Regions from separate parts of the Mus musculus genome. Here region 1 is linked to region 2. The links are chromatin contacts, called in public promoter capture Hi-C maps. All regions are on one chromosome and are shown on one strand. Each heading gives the region's core, a stretch centred on a gene start, on an enhancer-like site or on the middle of the called end of the contact. The rest is flanking DNA. Distances are from core to core; before and after follow the strand shown.

The links. Capture Hi-C pulls out chosen DNA fragments and counts their contacts.
Region 1: a promoter capture Hi-C map of adipose tissue shows a contact between it and region 2. The contact joins two enhancer-like sites. A contact is called at or near these places in 1 of 115 datasets of contacts at active chromatin or transcription factors (embryonic stem cells) and 2 of 9 other capture datasets (adipose tissue and liver).

The regions. Positions count from the first base shown.
Region 1 is chr9:50,806,740-50,811,222 of GRCm38.p6, reverse strand. Alg9 (asparagine-linked glycosylation 9 (alpha 1,2 mannosyltransferase)) reads right to left here. Exons shown (of 15, transcript NM_133981.2): 13 at 2,417-2,546. Among named protein-coding and RNA genes, the nearest start is that of Gm38476, 33 kb to the right of the region's middle. Within about 2 kb of position 1,407, at least 12 of the 459 cell types and tissues checked have an H3K27ac peak or open chromatin away from gene starts, as enhancers often do. A contact at or near this core is called in adipose tissue, where this site is marked.
Region 2 is chr9:50,588,689-50,592,958 of GRCm38.p6, reverse strand. No RefSeq gene overlaps it. Among named protein-coding and RNA genes, the nearest start is that of Sdhd, 13 kb to the left of the region's middle. Within about 2 kb of position 1,983, at least 114 of the 459 cell types and tissues checked have an H3K27ac peak or open chromatin away from gene starts, as enhancers often do. A contact at or near this core is called in adipose tissue, where this site is marked.

The sequences.
Region 1 (4,483 bases), core at 158-2,657, 220 kb before region 2:
CTTGGTTACCAGATCCAATAGCACAGCGCATCAGCGCTCAAACTCCAGTAACTCGAATTTTACTCAGCAATGGCTCCAAAGCACAAAGCAAACGATGATGATAATTTGAATATGGCAACGAAGCCACAAAATATTCCCTTTTAAGTAAAAAAGGCAATTTCTCAACTTACTGAGGAAAGAAAAAAACTTCTTTTCTGAGGTTATTAAAATTTATAGTACAGTAAAATATTTTGAGAAATATACTCACATTTTTATTACAGTGTACTATTATAATTTTTCTACTTTAGGAGTGATAGATTTTCGATTATAATTTATAGTACAGTAAAATATTTGGAGAAAATATACTCATTTTTATTTAATGTACTATTACAATTTTTCTAAGTAGCCAAAGGATGATTTTTCAAGACAGGGTCTCACTATGTAGCTCTGGCTGTCCTATAACTCACTCTGTAGGCCAGGCTGGTCTCAAACTCAGAGATCTGCCTTGTCTTTGCCTAGTGCTATGATTGAAGGTGTGCACCTCAATGCCCAGCTGTTGTTGAACTATTAATGTGCCTAATTTGTAAATTAAACTTTATCATAAATATGTGTACAAAAAAATTATAGCATGTCCAGAGTTCCATAGATCCACTGGGGAATGCTAGCAAAGGAACTAGCAAAAGGCCAAACATGATGACACAGGCCTGTAGTCTCAGAACTCAAAAGGCAGGTGGAACTGAGTTCGAGACCAGCCTGGACTACACAGAAAGTTTCAAGACAATCATAATGACATAATAGAGAAACCTGTCTCAAAAATCAGAGAGACAGACAGAGAGTCAGAAACAGAGACAGACAGGCAGAGTGACACTAATTGTAATCCCTAGAATAACACCATTAGGCCAGCCACTAGGTTTACAACCCTATCTATGTACTGTGACAAACACAAAAGGGGCAAGGGACAGTCACCCATCTCACAGCACTCAGGTACCTCAGGAGGAAAAAATTTAACAAACAAACCAGAAACGTGCAGATAAAGGAAAGGCTAGTATCTGACCGTGCAGACAAATATTTCATGCTCTTAACAGAAAGCCTGCTAAACACGGATATACATGTTCACTCCATATTTGAAGAGAATTCTGGTAGCATGAGGTGGGAGACTAGTGCCTCAGGCATGGTCACCAACACAGGCAAAGACACTGGTAAGGAAAAGACAATGAGCACAGGCTGGAACCAAGAACTGGGGTAGGGAATGCTAACGGTAAGCAAGGAGACCCTTTCTATATGGGATCCTTAGTCAGATGAAGAACATTTGTGAGAAAAGCCTAAATACCAGACACTGCTAAATGAGAGTTCTGGAGACGGAGCTCAGCTGGCAGAGTCCAGGCCCAGCAGCCCGTGCAGAGCCTGGATTCTATTCCCAGCACTGCATATACCAGGATGCTCACACAAGAGAAATCCTAACCACCCTGAACTGGGCAACACACGGCCTGATGTGACAGAGTCTGCTTCCGAAGTCAAGGACAGGTCTCATTATGTGTATCTTGAGTACATGACACAAGAGAACCTAAATTAAATACACAGACATCTAAGCTATTACCTATTTAATAATAGGTTGCCCAAAAATAGTCCTCTCCAGCCGATTTGCCAAGCAATCTTTCACTGTCTACTAATGAGGAAGCGAGTGCTCTTTATCACTCTCGCTGTAAAGCTTATTCACTTATTTATGTGCACGTCAAGGGGGTGCACACACTCACATGGCACCACAGAGGACAACACTCGCCTTTCCCACTGAGCCACCTCACAGGCGCAGGTCAGCGCTCCCCTTTTTAAACACCGGAGATCCTACCAGCATCAAATGTCAAAAGTATTGCCTTACAAAAGAGCCAAATAAAATTCACAGGACTCCAGAGTGTGTGACGGCAAGTAGGCAGAAGGTCGTGGCACTGAGGAGAGCCTGCTCCATGGCCTCACTATGGGGACAGCCTTTCTGGGTGTTCCTGTGCTATATAAGTACAACAAAAGGGCGCGGAAGGGAGGTCCAAGGTAACCCGCTCACTTAGAACCGCTCACTTAGAACTGTACCAGCAGGCGTTTCAACAGAACAAGGAATGCTGTGGGTTTCAATGTACTCAGAAAGACTGCTCAAGACTCTCATGAGAAGACCCCAGCCCCTCTCAGCCTTCTCAGTTAACTCAACTGTGTGCTTTCCACAGACATTTAAGAGAGTAAATTGGGAAGAGGGGATGCTGCCACTCCCTCCACGCATGCATCGTTCTTTCTCTCTCTCTGTGTCTCTGTCTCTCTCTCTCTCTCTCTGTCTCTCTGAGAAATAGCTTTCTGAGACACTCGTTTGGTTAATGCTCCAACGGAACAATGCCTAGTGATCTGGGGTGACTGTCTCTCTAGGCAGCAGCAAGAGAAGATTGGCAGCCCTTACGTATCTGGAAGGCTCCTCTCGGTTCTGGTCGTTCATGTGAGTGGGAACAGTCCTGGTGGCCAGTGGTCCCTCTGCGAAAGGCTTTGGTAGCTGACCTCTGAACTCTGATGGAATGAACTGAAGCTGCCAACTGTCAGAGACACAAGCGAGAAGAATGAAAAGAACACATGGCGGACCTGTTGCTTAACAGACAACCCTTCACCCCAGATCACCAGAAAAACATTACACTTGAAGAAAACATGATTTCTGCTAGAACTTCAGTTGGGGGCAGGAGCAGAGGTCACAAGTCAGTCTGAAGCAAGAAATTTATAACTAAAGGTCTCTCAATCCCTTTACTCAAGTCTCAGCTTGGAAACTTGCAAGCAGATGGCCCTGAACAAAGAGGGTGAGAATGCCACTAACTCCCCACTCAGGTGCACAGAAAACAGTAACGGGACATCCACCAGGAAAACACTAGGAGACTGTCTTCATCTAGATAATCCTCAAAAGGCCTTCAGCTATGAAACTATCTCAGATGCAAAAGGCAAAGGCAAGGTCAACATTTAACAGAGAAGTTTCACCTTAATCCTTAACGACTGATACAAAAAATCTTTATGTTAAAAACAAAAAATAAAAACAAAAAGCCTATCTTCACAGGTGAGGACTGCTCACTCAGCAACATCACTCCTCTTACCCAGACTTCTTCTCCACCTAAAAGGAGACAAATAGGGAGCACAGAAGCCCAGGGTTGTACATAGCCACATCTAACCCAGGACGCTGGAACATCTCAATCACAGCTCTCCCTACTGCCTACACAAACCAGTGTGGACATTTACTGTTGGATGGAAAATAACCTTTTCTAGGTCCACTGTTCTTGCCACAGTCTCGAGGCCACACTGTTAGAAGTGTCTCAATATCCACAGTAGAAATGATAAACACGTGCCCTCAAGAAGACGGGCTTGGTTGGATGAGAGAGTGCTTGCTATGCAAACATGAGGACCTAAGACTAGATCTCCTACACCCAAATAAAAGCTGGGCGTGGCACGGCTAACCCCAGCACAGCAGAGAGGATACACAGAAAGATTCAGGGGCGGGGAAGGGGCTTGCTAGTTAAATCCCTGAGCTCCGGGATACATCAAGAAGAAAGACCTTCTCAAAAAATAACATGGAGTTGGGCATAGTGGTGCATAGCTTTAATCCCAGGATTTGGAGGCAGAGGCAGTCCTTAGATGCCTGTGCCTGGAAGTGTAAACCACAAACCTAAACAGCTAGCCTACCCTAATTGGGAAGTTCTGGGTGATGAGAGACCTTATCTCAAATACCAGGGTAGACATGCTGAGGAACAACATCCAAAGCTACCTACCCTACAGCCCCCACACACACTTGCACATGGGCACATGCGCTCCCTCTACACACACCACATATATACCTACAAATAAAAAAAAATTAAATCCTCCAAAACAAATAAACTCTAACAGTCTTGCCATAGAATTGCTACTTCTTGATGTCAGTTGTTGGGAAAGATGGCTCAGGTTACGAGTACTTTGCTATTCCTGCAGAGAACCTGACTTCGGTTCTCAGCACAACATGGATTCGAACGACCACCTTTAACTCCAGTCTCAAATGATCTGATGCTCTATTCTGGCCTCCTTGGACACCAGGCATGCTGTGGTGTACATTCATGCATGCACAAACTAAGAATATCTTTAGAACTAACTAAGTAGGATGCTGAGACTTAGAGACTGGAGAGGCGGCCGGGAGGTGAGAGTACTAGCTGAGCAAGCTCAAGGGCCCGAGCTGATGCTAGCACCCTCGCTAACACACCAGACATCCCATGCCAACATCCTCACTAACACACCAGGCATCCCATGCCAACATCCTCACTAACACACCAGGCATCCCATGCCAGCACCCTCACTAACACACCAGGCATCCCATGCCAGCACCCTCACTAACACACCAGGCATCCCATGCCAGCACCCTCACTAACACACCAGGCATCCCATGCCAGCACCCTCACTAACACACCAGACATCCCATGCCAGCACCCTCACTAACACACCAGGCACCCCATGCCAGCACCCTCGC
Region 2 (4,270 bases), core at 734-3,233:
TGAACATGGTTTTTCTTCTTTGTGTTCAACCTCTGTATTTGTGGAACTCATTCAGATTTATCTTGTTGCTGTGTATCTGTGTTTAGGGGTTAGGAGGAATATGTTTGTGCCCATGTAGAGACCAGAGGAGGATGCTGGGTCTTTTTCTTGGCTGCTCTCCACCTTATTTTTTGAGGCAGGGTTTCTCACTGAATTTGACTTAGCATTTTGGCTAGGCTAGCTGCCCAGTGAGCTCATAGGATCGCTCCTGTCAGTGCAGTGGCTACTGGTATGCACTGCCCTCTCTAGCAGTTATATGGAGGCTGGGGATTTGAACTTGGGTCCTCTTACTGTACCAGTGAGTGGTCTTATCCACTGAGTCACATTTTTAGCCCCTAATTTTGCTTTTTGAAATTTCTGTTTTGAAACTGGTCTTGCTACACAGTCCAGGCTGGCTCTGAGCTCAGCTGTGTGGCCCAGCGTGACATCAGACTCCCTTCGGCCCACTCACCTCAGTCTCTTGCATGCAACTCCACCCTTTATTTTATGTTTTTTTTCTGTTTGTTAGAGTTCATGTCTTCAGATGTTGTGAATAAGGGACAGGATAGATTGGAGGGATGGCTCAGTGGTTAAGCGCACTTGCTGCTCTTGTGGACACTCTGGATTCAATCCCAAGCACACACATGACAGCTTATAACCCTCTATATCTCCAGTTCCAGGGGGAAACCAGACACTCTTTTGGTCTTTTTGGGGTGCTACACACACATGGTACACAGACATACTTGCTGACAAAACATCCATACGTATAACATGTTAAAAAACATTTCCAGCTCCTTTTCTGGTTTGACTGTTCTTCTAAAGAGATGGGTGTGAGCTGGGCAGTGTTGGCACACATCTTTAGTCCCAGCATTCAGGAAGCAGAGGCTGGCGGATCTCTGAGTTCATTGCCAACCTTGTCTACAGAGTGAGTTCCAGGACTGCCAGGACTACACAGAAAAACCCTGTCTTGCAAAAACCAAACAAACAGAAGAGAGGGAGAGATGGGTGTGACTGATGGTTTGCTACTTGAGCTTCGACTCACCTCTGTTGGTAGCCCTTGGTGCCGAGTCCCTCTCCCTCAGACTGACTGTCACTCCCACATAGAGTCTGCGCTGCTCTTTGCCCTCCGGGCTCTTACTGTAGAGTTTTGTGCGATTCACTTAAACTTTGTTTTTCCCCAGTCACTTAGGAGCTCAAAGAATTCAATAGGTCTGTGTTTAGGTCCTTTTGTTTCATCTAATAAATTTATTCAATAAAACTCTTGTGGCATTGCCATTGGTGGATAGCAATGCACCCGTGGATAGCCCTGTTCTAAGCCCATTGGAGGAGCCCCAGGTAAAACCAGTGTATCACAGAGCAAAAACAAAAGGGAGGAGACACAAAAGTGAGGTGGGAATGTGCTTTCTTCACTGTGCTGTGCACACATGCACACACACAGACACACACACGCATGTGCGCGCACACACACACACCATGAACACACACATGCATGCACACAACGTGCACAAACACTCACTTGAACACCCAAGCTCCCCTCCCCCCCACATACACACACCACGAATGCACATACACGCATGCTTGCACCACACTTGGGAGCCTCAGCAGGATGTGGCGACACATGCCTCAATCCTAGCAGTTGGGAGACAGACACAAGAAGAGTGAGTTTGAGACCAGCCTGAACTACATAGTGAGACCCTGTGTCAACAAAACCAAAACAAAAACATGAAGCAGAGGAGGAGGAAGCTTTTCTCTGGCTGTCACAGAATTTTAGCATCATTCAAAGTGAAAATGGGTTCTCATGGCATTAAGTGTTATACTGTGTTCCAGGAAATAAACATCTCAAATAGAGAAGTGAGTCAGAGCCCGAGAAGCTTATGAAAAAATGTTAGTCACAGGGAGAGCAGAGCTACCTAATGTGAACACAGCTTTCTTTTCAGGCCATTTCTGCTGACATTGGGGATCCCCACGCCTGTTGCTTAATTTGGCAGCTGCAGGCAATGAGCAGAGGACTCAGCAATTGTAGGGGCCAGGAGCTGCACCGTTCTGCTGGGAACTTTCCTCTTTGTGCTGAAAACCAATATGAATTACCGGGAGTGTTGTAATGGCTACTATAAGGGAAAAATTATAAAAGGACCCAGAAACACGGAAAAATTGCGGGGGATGGGGGGGTGAATTTAATTCTAATTTGGAGGAGACTTGGAATGAATTAGTTCTGTGCTCTTAAACAAAGGGACAGAGAGTTGTGACAGCGTTCTCTATAGTAGCAGAACTTACAAATGAATCCTCCCCTCTATATATGTATGGGATTTATTGAATGAATTACAGGCTGTGGTCTAATTAATCAAACTATGAACAGGAAGTCCAAGAATTCAGAAGTTTCTTAGTCCACAAGGCTGGATGTCTCTGCTGGTCTTCAGCACTCTGGAATCCCTTAGAAGTAGGCTCTAATGCCAGTGAAGGAATGGATTTGCTAGTAAGGCAAGGACGAACAGGCAAAGAGCGAAAGTGTCTTTCCATACCCTTCTATTGGCTTCCAGCAGAAGGTATGGCCCAGATTAAAGGTGGATCTTCCCACTGCAAGATCTGATTTAAAGACACCTATCTTCCTGCCCCAAGATCTGGATCAAAATTGTGTTTTCCTACCTCAAAGGTCTGGACTAGAAGTGGGTGTTCACCCACTCAAATCAAGCAATAAATCTCTCACAGGTGTACCCTCCATTTCTGAATTGTAGTTCATTTCCAGATGTAGCTAAGTTGACAACAAAGAATGACCACTACACCGTCCATTTCTAAAGTTTAATTTATGCTGGGTGGACATGGTTGTACATGTCTGTGCCTGCAGGCTGAGGCAGGAGGATCTCCTGGCCTAGGTAATGAGTTCCAAGTCAGCCTGGGTTTTTAATGAGATGTTGGTTGTCTCAAAAAAAAAAAAAAAAAAAAAAAAGAAAGAAAGAAAGAAAGAAACCAACCAAACAAGAAAACAAAATGAAAATCAGAAGTTGGGGTTGTGGCTCAGTAGGTAAAATATTTGTCTTGCAAGTGTGAGACTGGAGTTTGGATCTGCAGAACCATGCAGCTACCTGTAATTCCAGCTTTAGAAGGATGTCTGGGAACTTCAGAACAGGTTGGTTAATAAGATGAGCCATACTGGCAAGCTCTGGGTTTGATTGAGGGAGCCTGCCTCAGTGAATAAGGGGGAAGAGCTTTGGAGGACGGTTCCTTTTTATTTTTTTTTAAACTTATTTATGGTTATATGTAAGTACACTGTAGCTGTCTTCAGACACACCAGAAGAAGGTGTCAGATCTCATTATGGGTGGTTTTGAGCCACCATGTGGTTGCTGGGATTTGAACTCAGTATCTTCAGAAGAGTAGTCAGTGCTCTTAACCACTGAGCCATCTCACCAGTCCCTCTGGAGGATGGTTCCTAATGTTGGCTTCAGGCCTCCACATACATGTGCACACATATGCATATGCAAACACACATAAGAACACCACACATAAACACAAAAAACGGAAAAAGGGAGGCATCATTTCTTTTTTGTAATTGTGAGGAGGATTAAACTTTACTTTCAAAATGGGGTGGGAGGTGCTCATGTTTCTTCAGGAATTCTTCTTTGTCCAGCAGCATAGGCCAGCATAGGCCAGTGGGATGTTCTATGAGTTGAGAAGAAGAAATCTGACGTTTGATGAGGATGTAGGCTTCAAGTTCAAGGGTCAGAATGTGAGCATTGGAAACACAAAGATTTTTTTTCTGATAAGCCAGGCATGGTGGTTCACACCTTCAATTCCAGCATCCAGGAGGCAGAAGTTGGCAGATCACTGTGAGTTCAAGGCTAGCCTGGTCTACATAAGCCAGGCATGGTGGTTCACACCTTCAATTCCAGCATCCAGGAGGCAGAAGTTGGCAGATCACTGTGAGTTCAAGGCCAGCCAAGTCTACATAGTGAAACCCTGACTCAAAAAAAAAAAAAAAAAAAAAAAAAAGCAAACAAACAAAAAACAAAAAAACCCAAGTCCTAATTATTTATAAGTGTAATTGAATGCCTGGAAAGGCGGAGGTTTAAGAGTACACTGCTTCTTGACTTAAGTCGAGGCTTTGAACCACCTCCAGCAGTTACTAGTTTAAGTAAGTCAGAGTGAGGATGGCAGATCATGCCTATAACCCTAGGATCTGGGAGACAGAGTCAAGAGAATCAGGAGTTCAAGGTTATCTTCAGTTGTGTAGAGAGTTTGAGGTCAGCCGAGAGAGAG